2 separate regions of the Zea mays genome follow, and region 1 is linked to region 2. Evidence: chromatin contacts called from public Hi-C data. All regions are on one chromosome and are shown on one strand. Each heading gives the region's core, a stretch centred on a gene start, on an enhancer-like site or on the middle of the called end of the contact. The rest is flanking DNA. Distances are from core to core; before and after follow the strand shown. Region 1 holds the start of LOC100277664. Region 2 has its middle 45 kb from the start of LOC103635734.

The links. Hi-C and Micro-C count contacts between places; a contact is called where the count stands out from the background.
Region 1: a contact with region 2 is called in a Hi-C map of leaf, with 4 times the contacts expected there. The contact joins the promoter of LOC100277664 here to the enhancer-like site in region 2. A contact is called at or near these places in 4 of 25 Hi-C or Micro-C datasets (leaf, tassel and an unstated tissue).

The regions. Positions count from the first base shown.
Region 1 is chr8:116,435,023-116,442,383 of Zm-B73-REFERENCE-NAM-5.0, forward strand. It overlaps LOC100277664, which reads left to right and starts at 5,362. Exons shown (of 1, transcript NM_001151171.2): 1 at 5,362-7,361. The coding sequence starts at 5,943. The coding sequence ends at 7,031. It also overlaps the pseudogene LOC109941852.
Region 2 is chr8:116,350,241-116,357,557 of Zm-B73-REFERENCE-NAM-5.0, forward strand. No RefSeq gene overlaps it. Among protein-coding and RNA genes, the nearest start is that of LOC103635734, 45 kb to the left of the region's middle. Within about 2 kb of position 2,446, at least 15 of the 20 cell types and tissues checked have an H3K27ac peak or open chromatin away from gene starts, as enhancers often do. A contact at or near this core is called in leaf, where this site is marked.

The sequences.
Region 1 (7,361 bases), core at 4,112-6,611, 88 kb after region 2:
GGAATCATTATTTATGATTCACTTCGCAGTTCAATCATTGCACATTTTCTATTGATGGCTCAAGTAATTGATCAGTACCAACGAATCTGACGAAATTTAACATTTCAGAGTTGCATTGATTTGTGGTTATTATTTGGAGTGGAGTAATAACATATCACGCTTTAAATAATTTTAAGCACAGCAAAACAACACAAACAAATCATGAGACAAAAGGTTGTTTCAACATTTCAGGGTGCTCATGTATCAAGAAGTATGATAAAATTGCAAACCTGTGACTTGGGGTCAGAACCACTACTGAACACATAGCTGCCAATAGAAAATATGCAAGATCCCAAGCTTCTTCAATATGTGAAACACACTGCCTGCTTACCCATTAGATAAGTACAAGTTTAAGGGGCAATGTAATGGTGTGTGTGGGAGGGTGGGGGTGAGGGACGCACCGAAAGAGCTACATCTTGGTAGTTTTTGAAGTTGGCCACGGAGAGGGAGGGGAGCAAGCCCTCGTCATAGGCAGCGGCGATGGGGCTCAGCATGGCCAACATCATTTTTAGTCACATCATATTTACTAACAATTACCTGCAAAATACGAATTATGTATGACATTACCAGCCAGTTGCAAGGATGATGATTGAGGTAGCAACAGCAAAGCCAATACCTTGGGTCATGTAGACCTGAAGCATAGCAGATGTCTTCTCTAATTGAGAAAATAGTATTTAAGAGAAGCAAAATCAGGGGAGCAGGCGCGAGGTGCGTGGGGGAAGGCAGCGTTGGGTCCGATGATCTGACCTGTCCTCCTCTAGGCCCCCATCCTCCTCGTCCCTCGCCGGTCCTGTGGGCTCGTCGTCTCCCTCCCACGGGAGGACAACATCGTCGAATCCGGCGGCCGCGAACTGGAGATCGGGCCGCACCTAGTCCCGGTCGAGCAGGTCGCCGAGGCGTTCGGTGTCGTGGGGGGCGCGGCGGCCGTGGCAGCAGAGGTTGAGGCGGAGGGATCGTCGTCGTCGGAGGGAACCACCCACGCCACCCAATGTCAGTAGATCCTGATCCGTCGGAGACTCGGATGATGTCGGGAGGCAGGTTCAGGGGAGCAGGCGCGAGATGCGCTGGGAGATGCAGTGAGAGAGAGGAGGGGAGCAGTGGCGTCGTCGGTTCTGTGGAGGCCGAACTACACAACTTGAGCCCGCGGAGAGTCAGACGGTGGAGATTGACGAGAGGCAGTCCGTGGCAGTCGGACGGTGGAGATTGATGAAAGGCAGAACGAGGGAAGGCAGAACCAGAGAGGCAGCCTACCCCCTTGTATTCTTCATAGTAGTAGAGATATTTTAGTGGAGAGTGTTGACTACTGCTATACTTTATATTTATTGTTACAGACAGTTAACCACATACATACATACAACATTGTGGTCAGTGGCGGACCCAGAAATTAGCTAAGACCCGGCCCGAAACGACCATAAATTCTAACAGTAGCATATAAAAAAATGTATGGCGAAACAACATTGTCATAGATGTTAAAGATTTGCCGGCTGTTTATTGCAGACAAACAGCGGAAAGCACGGTTAGCACAAGGCACGAGTAGTCCGGGTCTGGAGCGAGCGAATTAATTAAGAAAGCGAAGCCGAGCGAGGAGCTACATACCTACAGTATGCAGGCTGCAGGGACTGGGCTGGGGCACGGCGGAGAGGCACCCAAATCCCAATCGGCAATCGCTAGGCGTGCGCGGCTTGCTGGCGGGCGCTGGCTCGACGGACGCGGACTGGGCGTCTGGGATGCCGGCTGGGCCGCTGCCGCGCTGGCCGCTGGGCGAGCGCTCGGCCTCGGCGGACCCTGGACGCCTGGACGGGATGGCGCCACGGTGGACTGGGGCGCGGCGTGCGGCGGATGGGGCGCGGCGCGTGGCGTGGCGGCGCACTGGAGGCTGGGCCGTGGCGGACGGGGACGGGGCGCGGCGCGCGGAGGACGGGGACGGCCGGACAGGGCGCGGCGCGCGGCGAGCCGGCGAAGTGGCGAACTAGGGTTCGCGCGCGGCGAGCCGTCACGCGCTTGGCGGTCGGCGCTCTGCTAGCCCAAGATCTCGGATCTTCTAAAAAAATTAATGGGCCTGCGCCCCGGGCTGTGGCCCAGGCGGCCATGGGCCTGGGTCCGCCCCTGATTGTGGTATTGCATTATTAGATACAAGATTACACAAGAAATCATGCATATTCAACAAATTATCTAGTCAATAACAATAGTTTATAGACCAGGATAATCATTTTCCTAACGAAGCGTTTAGAAACTCTACATCTAATATGTCGGTGTTCGGACTAAAGGTCCTAACGAACTAGTAAATAATCCTGCGTGCCCAGAATCTAGATGGTGTGCGAGTTAACACAAGCAGTTTATCCTGGTTCGGGCAATGCAAAGCCCTACTTCCAGCAGAGGGGGAATGATGCTTATATTACTCGCACCGGGGTGTCCGTAGTAGGGATTACAAGCACAGCGGGAGAGGGGAAGTCCCCAAGTCCCTAGAACCGATTGAGGCAAGTGTCAGTATCGAAAGACTTGGTGGAAAACTACTAAGTGTTCGCCTGCCCTTGAAGGGACTACTACTGCCCTATTTATACACCTAGGAGATGTATGCTGTGAAGCCCGGGGCCGTCGTATTCCCAAGGGAGATGGCGTCCTGTGAGTGATATGACAGTGTAATCTGTTGTTGACTTGTGCTTGCTTATTTCCTGCTGAGAGCCGAAGTCGAGGCCGAGAGGCTGGCCGTACGCCCGAGCCCCATGGGAGGGGTCGCCCATACCGTAAAAAATTTCATATTAAATCAAAGCTATTCAATTTCATTCATGAAAGTAAAAAGTAATAATGCTCTCATAGAGTTTATTGACCATTAAACAAAAGTTATTCTCAATTTTTGGGATAAGTGTGCATCCAAGCGCTTCAAATAGAATAAAGGAAGGCATCACTATCAGCCTCTACTTCATATGTGTAGGTGTTTTCTTCCTTTGAAATCATTTTTACTTCATTTGCAAGATCAAGAGCTAGGAAAGATGCTTTAGGCATGGGCTCTTCTAAGTTGACTTCATTGTTGACAGTCATGGTAAAATGTGCCTCAACTTTCTTCTTGTGCATGTTTTTCGCCTTGTATCCTTCAACAATGTGCTTTTGCAGACGGTATACCTTGGGCCAATGTCCCTAAATGCCACATTTATAGCATGCTTGGTCTTGCAGACCGTATGGCTTCTATTGTAGCTTCTTTTTATTTGTTCTCATGAGTATGAGGATGTTCGACTATAAATTGCTTCTTGCCTTTTCCATGACTATAAATTGCTTCTTCCTTTGAATGGGCTTTCCTATATCTTGTATGAGATTGCATTAACTTTAGTGCTAATACCTTTGCCATTGGAATAATCATTGAAGTTTGTCTTCGATACTTTATCGTGTGTCTCATTTACTCGCATGATATCAATCAAGTTATTGAACTTCATGTAAGCGTCTTGACGATAGTTGCAGGCACTTTGAGTGACATTCGAATGAAAAGTGGACAAGGTCTTTTCTATCTTTTCATCTTCTATGATATTCTTACTACATGGGAATAGGTTGGTGCAAATAGACTGTAATGGCGAATTATATTCGGCCACAGTCTTGGAATCAGCGGACCGAAGGTGAGCCCAATCTTGTTGTGCTTAGGGAAAGATTGTGTTGTTTATCTTTTCAAATCGATTTTTCTGCATGGTTGAAAGTTTGTTAGCCTTTCTCTCTACCATATATTCATATTTTTTTACGGTTGGTGAGAGATGGTGGTGCTAAAGAAAGTGTAGCGCTTGGTAATTCTGCTCATCAGCAGCTACTTCTTTGTTGCCAACCCCGATGGCAACTTTGAGCTTTTTTTTTCCTTCCAAGTGCTATTTTTACATCAGATACCTGTGTGAGGCAATTTTGGTACCGCGGGCTAACACCCTTAAATGGACGGTTCACAATATCGATCGGCTACACATGATAGATCCAATGGTTAGGTTTACTTCGTGCAATCCATTTTACAAAATGAATAAAGTAGTCATGAGAAGAATAAACACTTCGATAAATAAAGTATTACCTTGAACAAAATAAAAAGAAGGTGTAGTTTCACATGATTTAGATAAATGTGTGCCGATAACGTATTAAGGATCATTTGCTACCAAATGTAGTCGAAGGACTCTTGAGACAAACGAGTAAATTACTTGTGGCTGTATTTCACCCTTTCTAGTCTTGGTTTAATCTTGATTTACACGGTGAAGAAGACTCCTCTATTTTAAGCTAAAAGTAGGATTACAGGTATATGGGCCTTCTTTGGCCCGTTAGGCCCATTAGGTTTCTCAACAGTAGCGTCCGTAGGAGGAGGAGGAGTAAAATACATGGTCCAACGGTTAGTTAATGCTACAGTACCTTGCCGTTGCAACAGTTTATGGAGGAAACACTGAACAATTGAGAACGACCGCTCGGCATTCAACAACGTCGCAGGAGTGGAATGGAGGCAACCTCTGTAGACTTGCCGAGATCTACCCCGGCCCCGGCCCCGGCCCCGGCCGTATTTCATTACTGCCTGGCATTTTTGTGTGTGTGTGTGTGTTGGCGGCAGGAAATTAAACGAATAGAATCAGGAGAGCTGTCGACAAATAACGAAGAAGATTTAGACTGGACAAACAACAGCATCGAAAGAAGATTTTTTTTAAAAAAAAAAGAACAAACAATGACGAACTACGACAACTCTGGCAAACCGAAGTCGCCGGCGGCCGGCGTCGACAGGGATGGGATCTCAACAGGTGACACAGCACGATGCATGGCGATTGCCATGCCAAGTGAGCAGGCTAGGGGCATGTTTGGTTCAGCTTTTTTCTGACCAGCTTTTCTGAGAATCTGTCTGTGAGGAGAATCTAGCTGTGAGGAGAATCTTAGTATTATTAGGATTACGTGCTGAGGAAGATAAAAGTGTCCATAAGACTCAGGATATAGAAAGTGACGGATTCATACTATTGCAACGACTCAACTGATTATGTGTTTATGTTAATTTTGAATGACTTTTACTCAAATGAATTTTATAGAAGCTGACTAAAAAGCTGAGCGTTTGGCAGTTCGCAGCAGCTTTTGGTGAGCCGAAGCTCCAAAAAGCTGAAACAAACACGGGCTAGTTCCTTTCCTTGGTAGCTGCATGCAGGAATCCAGGAACAGGAACTGTGCCACTGCAAATTTGCATGTGTTGCTGCGCTCCAGTGACTTGTCCACCTTTTCATGGGTGTAAGAAGGAAGTGGGTGCAGTGCAGTGCATGCCACATGCCAGCTTCATAAAGCGCAGCTGCTTTTCTTGCTACGTCGGCCTCGGCCATAGTAGCGTTCTCTCTTCTTGAAATCAGGTTTCTTTGTGTAGCAGGCACCGGTTGTTACGCTGCTTCAACCGGTCTGTGTCTAACGATGCGGTTGTTAGGCTGCTTCAAACCGGTCTGTATCAACTGCATCTACAGTCTTGTCGTGCTACGTCCGCTATCGATCATTCGATGCATATCTCCTTCTCAGTAAAATTATAGGAACAAAAAGGACGCATTTTCTTTTCTTTTTTTTTTGTCTCTCAGGAGTACTTCGACAAGTGAAGCTCGTGGATAGCATTGCCTTGCTTCGTCGTAGTTGACAGTTGACACCTATACTCCTACGTGCCGACTCGAGTCCCCGTCCAGGCGTCTATGGAAAGTGATCAGTCATCGCTCACATGCGATCGCGGCCGTCAGCGTCATGGCCCCCGTCCCTGCCGGCCTCAACTCGGCGCAGGTGCGACCCCTCACAGTCACATAAAGACGTCAGGTTCCCCACCCCCGAAAAGTTTTTACCTTTCCTCCCGTCTCCGTCTCCTCGCTGGCTCGCTATGCTGGCCGCCTCCACCGCGCCTCTCCGTCACTCCCCCAACGCCATGAGTCTGTAACGGCACACGTACCATGGGCAGGACCAGAGGCAACAGGGGCGTGGGCGGCGCGAAGTCGTTCCCGTCGCCGGCGTCGTCCTCGGCCTCGTCGTCGGAGTTCGAGTTCACGGTCACGCTGTCGCCGGCGTCCAAGCAGCGGTCGGCGGAGCAGCTGTGCCCGGCCGACGAGCTCTTCTACAAGGGCCAGCTCCTGCCGCTGCAGCTATCGCCGCGCATCTCCATGGTGCGCACGCTGCTGCTGTCCTCGGCGTCCACGTCGTCCGCCTCCGCGTCCGACTCCACCAACTCCTCCTCCCGCGACTCCAACGGCAGCACGTCGTCGTCCTTCTCCGCCGACTGCGGCGCGCTCCTGGGCCCGGACTCGGCGGCCTCGTCGTCTCGCCCCAGCTCCGCCACCGAGGACGACCGCCACCTGCATCCGCCGTCGGCCGCCGCGGGGCTGCTGCCACCCGCCAAGCGCACCGGGAAGCAGTACCTCTCGTCCTTCGCCACGCGCTTCTCCTCGGTCTTCCACCGCGGCGGCGCCGGCGCTCCGGCCGCGAAGAAGCAGCCGTCCAAGTCGCTCGCCAAGGAGGTGATCAAGAAGTACGCTAAGAAGGTGAAACCGCTCTACGAAAGGCTCTCCCAGATCCCCAACAAGAACCAGAACAACGTCGTCAACGGCAACAGCCAACCGCAGCAGAGGTTCAAGAAGCCCTTCACCTTCTCCATCCGCAAGAAAAAGGGCGACGCCGTCGCGGCAGTGGTGGAGGCGGCAGCAGAGGTTGGCGGCAACAAGTACGCGCACTCCAGCTCCTTCTCCGGAAACCTCTGGTTCCCGCGCCAGAAGCGGGCCACGGCGAGCTGCCCGTCATCGATGCAGTCGTCGCCTAGCCACTCGGGTCTGCTCACCTTTGGCGGGGCTGGCGGCGTGGGCTTCCCCGACGTGCCGGCCGTTGCCAGCGGCATTGGCGTCGGTCCGGTGTCGTTGTCCACGGCATCGTCCATGGAGGAGCTCCAGAGCGCTATCGAGGGCGCCATTGCGCACTGCAAGAACACGATGGGCGGAACCGTGTCGGTCAAGGCGGCGGCGGCGGCCGCCGACGAGATCTGCACGTTCTGAGCGCGACCACGCTAGGATTCCGGGGGGAGCTAAGTAAAGCAGGCTGTTTTAATCGGTAGCAGTACTTATCTGTTATTAGCAAATTTAATTTCGTCCGTCTCCTTTTTTTTTTTTGGGTAAGACTCTATGGTCATGGTCGTAAATAGGGGTAGTTCGGAGGGGGTTAAGATGATAGTCGGAGCCTTTTTCGATCTCTCCTTATCCTTCCTTGGTTTGGAAATTTGCATTAGCGCCCTCTAAATTGTAGCTCTAATTGCATTAGCACCCACGGCTACACCACTGAACAAAATGTTGGGGCAACCTTAACACAGTACTACATAAAATTCACAA
Region 2 (7,317 bases), core at 1,196-3,695:
GCATCAATAGGTATTACCCATAAATAAACTTTACAAGTCTTTTCTAACTTTTGTACTAAGCAAAGTAATAATGATTATCAACTTTTATATAATTACAACTTTTTTTCTTGTAGTTGTCTCTGAGTGTGTGTTGTGGTGCTCGACTGGAGCTGCTGCCCTGTAGGAGTTGCTGCTTCGCCAGCATAGCATAGGTGTTGGACCCTCTCACTCAAGAAAGAGCGCTCACACCCCTAAAAAACAGAGAACACTAAGAGGAAGGAGATGAACAGTGGATATGGCCGACGAACGCCCCGGCCAGAAGCTCTCCCTCGCCTGTATGTTGGCCTTTATTTACTGGACACCCCCGAGCACGATTACAGCAGAGAGTGGTGCTACATATAGTCGTGGCAGAGCTCCCTTCCACCACCCGGCCCCCCGCCATGTCCGCGCCTGTGCGCTGCGTCGTGCCCGCAGGACGCGTTCGTCCGCACGACCCACACGCGCCCAACAGCCGGCGATTTTCGCGCCACCACTCCAACTAACTCCGATCGCACTCCCTGCATGTGCACGCTCAACCTACCATGGCGCCCTAGCCGATCCAAGCCGGCATCCCTAGCCCAAGCTCATCAGTCGCGACACGGCTGCGCCCATGGCACACACCAGGCTCGAACACGCACACAACACGACGCACGCACGCGCTAACCAGCACACTATCAAGCTTAACTCTAATACTAGGGTCTTAGTTCCTAGGTCCTAGGAGGTGGCTTTGGTTTTGGTTGTAGCTTTGGTGGCGCCGATGTTCTCCTTGTAACTTAATCGGGAGCTGACATTCATGTCTCTCTCCCTCTTTTTCTTTTTAATAATAAAATGACATGTAGCTCCCATACGTCGTTGTTCGAAAAAAAGAAGTATATTCATTTCTATCCAATAGGGCAAGTTGACCCGCAACAATTTTATTTTATGCAACCAAAAGTCACATTATTTGACATGAATTTATTGGTCAAGCCAGGTTTTAATTTCTCATTATGTGAAACGGTCTCTAGCCGAGTTGGTTAGGTGGTTTGAGTAGCACTCCTTAGATCCTGAGTTCGACTCCACATGCTGTGTATGGGTGAGCTAGGGATTCGGAGGTTTTCTTAATCTATGTGAGAAGGTCTTCTTTTTAATATATAATACCGTGGGGATGGTCTTACCCTAGCAGGTCAAGTTTTTTAATTTCTCATTACAGAATACTCTTGTTACTTTGTATGTGTTTTTGGTTAGTAACTGTTCTATGTTTCCTGTTTGTTTCCAACATATGGATTTAAAAATAGAAACATCTATCGTTTGATTATCAAAGCATAATGATTATCCTCGGTGTATAAGCTCGTAGGACCTTGTTATTCGTGCTTAGAGTGATCAAAATTTCTGTTTTTATTGTCATTTGTCATTCATAGCTGGCCAGACAGAAAAAATAATTTTATTTCAGGTATGACAGAAGCATAAAGAGAACCTGTTTCTAATGGAGAGATCATTTTCTTTGCTTCAAGCTGCCACCAATTTGGCTTTGGTGTTTGGTATTTGTCAGAGTCGATGGCTCGATGCAAGATGAAAGAGAGAGGGCTGGTGCTTTGGCTATCAGTTTAGGGCTTGTTCGGTTAGCTCCCAATCCATATGGATTGAGTGAGATTGAATGGGTTTGAATCCCAAACAAGTCAAACTTCTTCTCAATTTTTTTTCAATCACATCCAATCCATGTGTATTGGGAATAACCGAACAAGGACTTAGATGTCTTGAAGCGCATACACACGCTTTTCTTCGACATGGTTGGTTTCCTCAGTTCAAAGTTTTACCACATTTTATCGCTATTTCTTTCAACCATCTATTCCTCACAGTAGACCTGAATCTTGTAAGAACAAAACCTTTTCATTTCTAACCATTTGCCCTTGTACTTCTTTTATGTAGGCTGTTGAAACTGATCTTTCTTCACGGGATGTAAGACAGGTAGGCTTTGCATGTACCCCTAGCTAGGTGCCGTTTGCTCTACAGATGGTCTGGAAGATGGCTGAGTATCTAGGTGCCGTTTGCTCTACAGATGTGTGTGGATATGGGAACAGAGAAGGCCCTCCTCTGGGGGTGTCGACAACAGGAAGTTCTTGGTCCACCCACGCTGGATTGAAGCAGCAAATTTCCGGTGGCCAGCCAGAGGAAGATTTTCGTATCACTGCCCCAAAGGAAAAAAGAGCAGAAGGAAACGAGCAAGCAGGATAAAGAGAATGCTGCAGCTGGCCAGAAGAAAACGAAGGAAGGCCAAAGAGAAGATGCTCTGGCTGGCCAGAAGGAAACGAGGAACAACGAAAGAAACATAGCCGGTCAGGAGAAAGATGGATGATGCCAAAGAAAACGCTGTGGACACACTCGTAATCTATGTTGAGCTCCAAAGGTATCTGACTCATCGTGTAGGCGTACAGCTTTTGTTATCCGTTCGTTCAGGCCCAGGTTGTTAGATCTGGCCCATTACAAATTTTGATGCTGACCTGAAGCTAACAGGGCCTCCGGCTATATAACTTGACACTAGGATGAAGCTATAGGAGTTTAAGCAAATTGATGTGGTTCTGGCACAATTCTTGCCACCCTGATTGAACTAGAGTAAACATTTGTGATTGCTTGCTAGGGGTGTAAACGGACCATATACAAATGGATATTACTGATATATTTGTCTTTGGATTTTTATTTCGATTCAAATATTTAGCCATGTCGTATAGATTACCAACGCATATCGACATTGTTTTGTGATTTGAGTATTCGGTTACAGATATGGTATCGAAACAGCATCGAATGTTGAATACCTATTTGAATCGAATGTTGAATACATATATGGTATTGAAACAGTATCGAATGTTGAATACTTATTTGAATCGAATGTTGAATATCGGGATTTGAATACAAAGGGATGTGAACTTCTTTAAATAATTCGAACTTGAATACATCATTTGCACCTCTATCCCTCTTAGAAGGGACTGTTGAGCACTGAACTGGGCAGCCGAACGGACCAAACGGTCTGTGGTGGCGACGCGGACGGTCCGCACGTGAATAGAATTAGTTAGGGTTCTTGTTTTCTTGCGTGATTTGTTAGCAAACACTGCGGGATTTGTTTGGGAACTGACTTGTAACGGGTACAGACCCCCCTCACATAAACGAAGGGGTACGACCGGTTGATAACCCCACAATTGATCCAATCAAATCTATTTATCAGAATTTACCTTATTTGCATTGTTCCTCCATTTCATTAGAAGTAGGAGTAAGCTAGCCTTAGTATTAGTCTTCCTCGACCTATTTCTTTACCCCTCTTTGTCTTGACATCGTCTAAATGTGTATTGGGTGGCCTGCCAAGCCCAAGGCAACCTTTGGATCTCTCCTCCCGACGGGGTCCCTCTGAGGAGGCGAGATTCAGGTTCTTGGGAGAAGAAGACCCTACGCCATCACAGACCGTCTGGGCCCCAAGCGCAAATCGTCCAGAAGCATGATAAGAAGGAGCCGCTTCTGCAGCACATTCATGGACCATTCGGCCCAGGGCCGTAGACCATCCACACTTCCACAGAGAGCACCACCAGGTGGTATTTTCTAGTGTTTGGTACCAGATCAAGGCCAACACACTTTTTAGCGACTCTGTTAGGGACAAAGATGTTTAGATCTACTAAAAATCGTGTCTAGATTACCAGTTCTAAAGATCACACCAATGTCACCGCCACCAACATCATCAAGACAACCCTAGAGGCACTCCTAGCTAATGACCAACAGCCCTTTGATGACCTCGTGAGACGCAAGGAGGAAGAGGTGCTGCGACAACTCACAGAATGGCGCGAGAAGGCGAAGGAAAAATACCTATCATACTTCACAGTGGAACGCCACCAGAAGATCATCCATCAAGGGAAGATCAATATGGAATCTCTCCTACCTTTGTCTCATGCTCCTATTGTAAGTATTCCAGATCCATCTTTTAAGGCTTTCATAGAAAAACATGAGGATCAGTTAAAACAATAGATAGATGAATCTATTAAAGGATGGACACGTTCGTATGAAAAATCTACTACACCTAGTTTTCCCTCACCTAAACCTAATGTGGAGCCAACCGCACCTAACATATTGGTTGCAAATGGGTCATCTTATACCCAGCCATTTTATGGTATGCCGATAAATATGTTTATAGCACCACCACAACCATCGTTGCCTAGCACGTGACCGGATATTGACACAGTCAGACCGTCCGAGCGTCAACTCAGACTGTCTGACTACATCATGGAACGTCCAGCATATTTTGTCGGATCGTCCGACCCTACATAGGCCTGCACACAGATCACTTAGGTAACACCATATACAGATGAACTGTCCAGGTATAACCTCGGACCATCCGACCTCTTACGCCAGACCATGCAGGTACGTGTACGCAGAACACCAGATGCACAATATGCACCGTTTTTGCACCCATCACAGCAATACTACACTACCCCACCGATAGCATATTATAACAATGCCATGCCTCCTCATATGCACAGGGCGGGATATTCTTCGGCCACTAGAGAGCCTAAGAGGTATAGGGCTGGAACGGTGGCACTAATAGGACACCTAACACGTATTTTGAAAATTCCTGGGAGGAAAGCCAACAAAATAATGTCCGCCAACCTGAGGTTTTCACCCCAAGCTTAATGGATGGTCACTAGACGTGGTGGAAAAATTAGGGACGATTTAGTTGGGATGTTCAGAGACAAGTTCGGTGTTAGTGTGTTAGACACGTGACAGTCGTATTAGAAACCTTATAGTCATCGATTTGACGTCGTGCCATATCCGCAAGGAACTAGGATACCATATTTCTCTAAATTTTCCGATGAAGGTGGAAAAAACACGCATGAGCATGTAAGCCAGTTCTTAGCACACCTAGGAGAATTAGCTGATAGGGAAACCTACCATGTCCGTTATTCTCGTTGTCCCTTATTGGTACAGCATTCGCACGGTACACACCCCTGCCACCTAACTCTATTAACTTTTGGGGGAATTAGAGCAGAAATTTCATGAACACTTTTTGTCAGGAGAGCATGAGTTAGACTGAGCTGATTTAGCTTCAGTCTGACAGGAACACGGAGAATCGGTTAGTGACTATATCTGGAGGTTTCGAGATACCAGAAACCGATGCTTCCAAATCCATGTCGTAGACAAACAACTAGCAGGACTGGCTTTTACAGTGTTGTGATCTTACCTCAAAGTAAAATTAGATGGCACCCAATTCTTTTCATTAGTACAGCTGCACCAATGAGCGTTGGCATGTGAAAGCCAAATTAAAGAGACATCAAAATCAGTTGGCCATAATGTGCATCTAGTGGAGCGCGATAGTTCGATTGATGAACTCGCGGATGTATATACCTCTAAACTTGTTTGGTCAACACAGGCCAAACCTTCGACATGCTTTCCTTTACAGCGGATTCAAAAGAATCATCAAGAACAAGTTAAATTACTTTTAATGTTGTTAAGTGTGACATAATATTTGATGGGCTATTAAAAAGTGGTAACATTAAAATAACTAATACTATTCCTCCTTTAGATAAACTAAAAATACGTGCTTATTGCAAGTGTCATAATTCTTTTTCTCATGCCACCAATGATTATAATGTATTTCGTCGGCGGATATAGTCGGCCATAAATGAGGGCCAATTGAGTTTCCAAGAGACGCAAATTGACAAACAACCATTTTCTATTGAGTTGCATTAGGCTTAGTACTTACTTCCAGAACAAGATGACTTGTGAGATCTATTGTTTCTCGAATGGTGCTAGCAGTACATATGCTTTTCGTTCGTCATCCTCCACCAAAAGGCAATGGAGCATATGTTGAGCACTTAACTAGGTAGTAGGATGGTCTGCGGTGGCGGCGCGGATGGTCCGCGCGCGTGAACAGAATTAGTTAGGGTTCCTCTTTTTTTGTGGGATTTGTTAGCAAACATCATAGGATTTTTTTGGGAACTGGCTTCTACAGGGTCCTGACCTGCCTCCTTATATAAACGAAGGGGTACAACCGACTGACACCCCCACAATCGATTCAAACAAATCTATTTATTAAATTTACCTTATTTGCATTGTTGTTCTCTTATATTAGGAGTAGGAGTAACCTAGCCTTAGTTTAGCTCTAGTATTGGTCTTTATCGACATATTTTTTTCACCTTTCTTCGGCTCGACATCGCCTACAGACGTCTTGGGTGGTCTCTCGATCCTAAGACAACCATTGGATCTCTCCTTACGACGGGTCCCGTCTCCTGAGAGACGAGATTCAGGTTCCTGCGGAGAAAAAGATCCTGCGCCATCGCGGACTGTCCGGGTCCAGATGCGGACCGTCCAAAAGCACACAGGGAATGAGCCACTTCTGCAGCGAGGTCGCGTACCATTTGGTACAGGATCGAGAGTACCGTTAGATGATTTTTTTCAGTGTTGGGTATCAGATCAGGTCGGCGCCAACAGGGACTATGCACTAGTAGAAAATGGCTCAAAGTCTGCGGTACGATATATTTTTACAGGCGGATTCGGTTATGAACCGCCTGTATTATTTTTAGTGGCGGTTCCTTAAGAAAACCGCCACTAGAAATTTATTTTTACAGGCCGTTCCTTAAGAAAACCGCCTGTAAAAATCAATTTCTAGTGGCGGTTTTCTTAAGGAACCGCCACTAGAAATCATTTTTATCTTTAATTTTTTGAGTTTTTTCAAACGACCTTGTTGGGGACTTGTTCTCAAATGCTAAGAGTTAAGAACAAGACAACATAAAAAATGTTAAATGTTAAAGTCCTTCGTCCTTCAAAACATTATGTCCCTTCGGATATAATGAATTCCGGACGAAGGTTATGAAAGAAGAGACCTTCGTAAGTCCGATAGATGATGAAGAAGAATACATATATGAAATATGAAATATGAATAATAATACAGATATTATCATCAATTTATTTTTGTTTTGCATTATCAGAATCATAATAACAAATTACAAATGTACCTTCGGATTGACGAAGAGTAAAGGTACAGGCGTGATGCGAAAAGCAAAATGCCAAATCAGCATGAACAGTACGGGAGTACTGTTCATCTATTTATAGGCACATGACGCAGCCCGTGGAAAATTACATTAATGCCCTTTACATTTATCAGTAACTCTATAGTGATTCTTCGAGGTCTAACTTGGCTTTTCATCATATAAGTCGGTTCCCCTTTTCTGCTGTCATACCGAAGCTTTTTTTGCGCATAGCTTCGTGATCATCTTATCCTTCGTCACGATCGCCTTCCGTCCTACTCAAGTTTCGTCTTGACCATACTCTTGTGTACTCGTGACC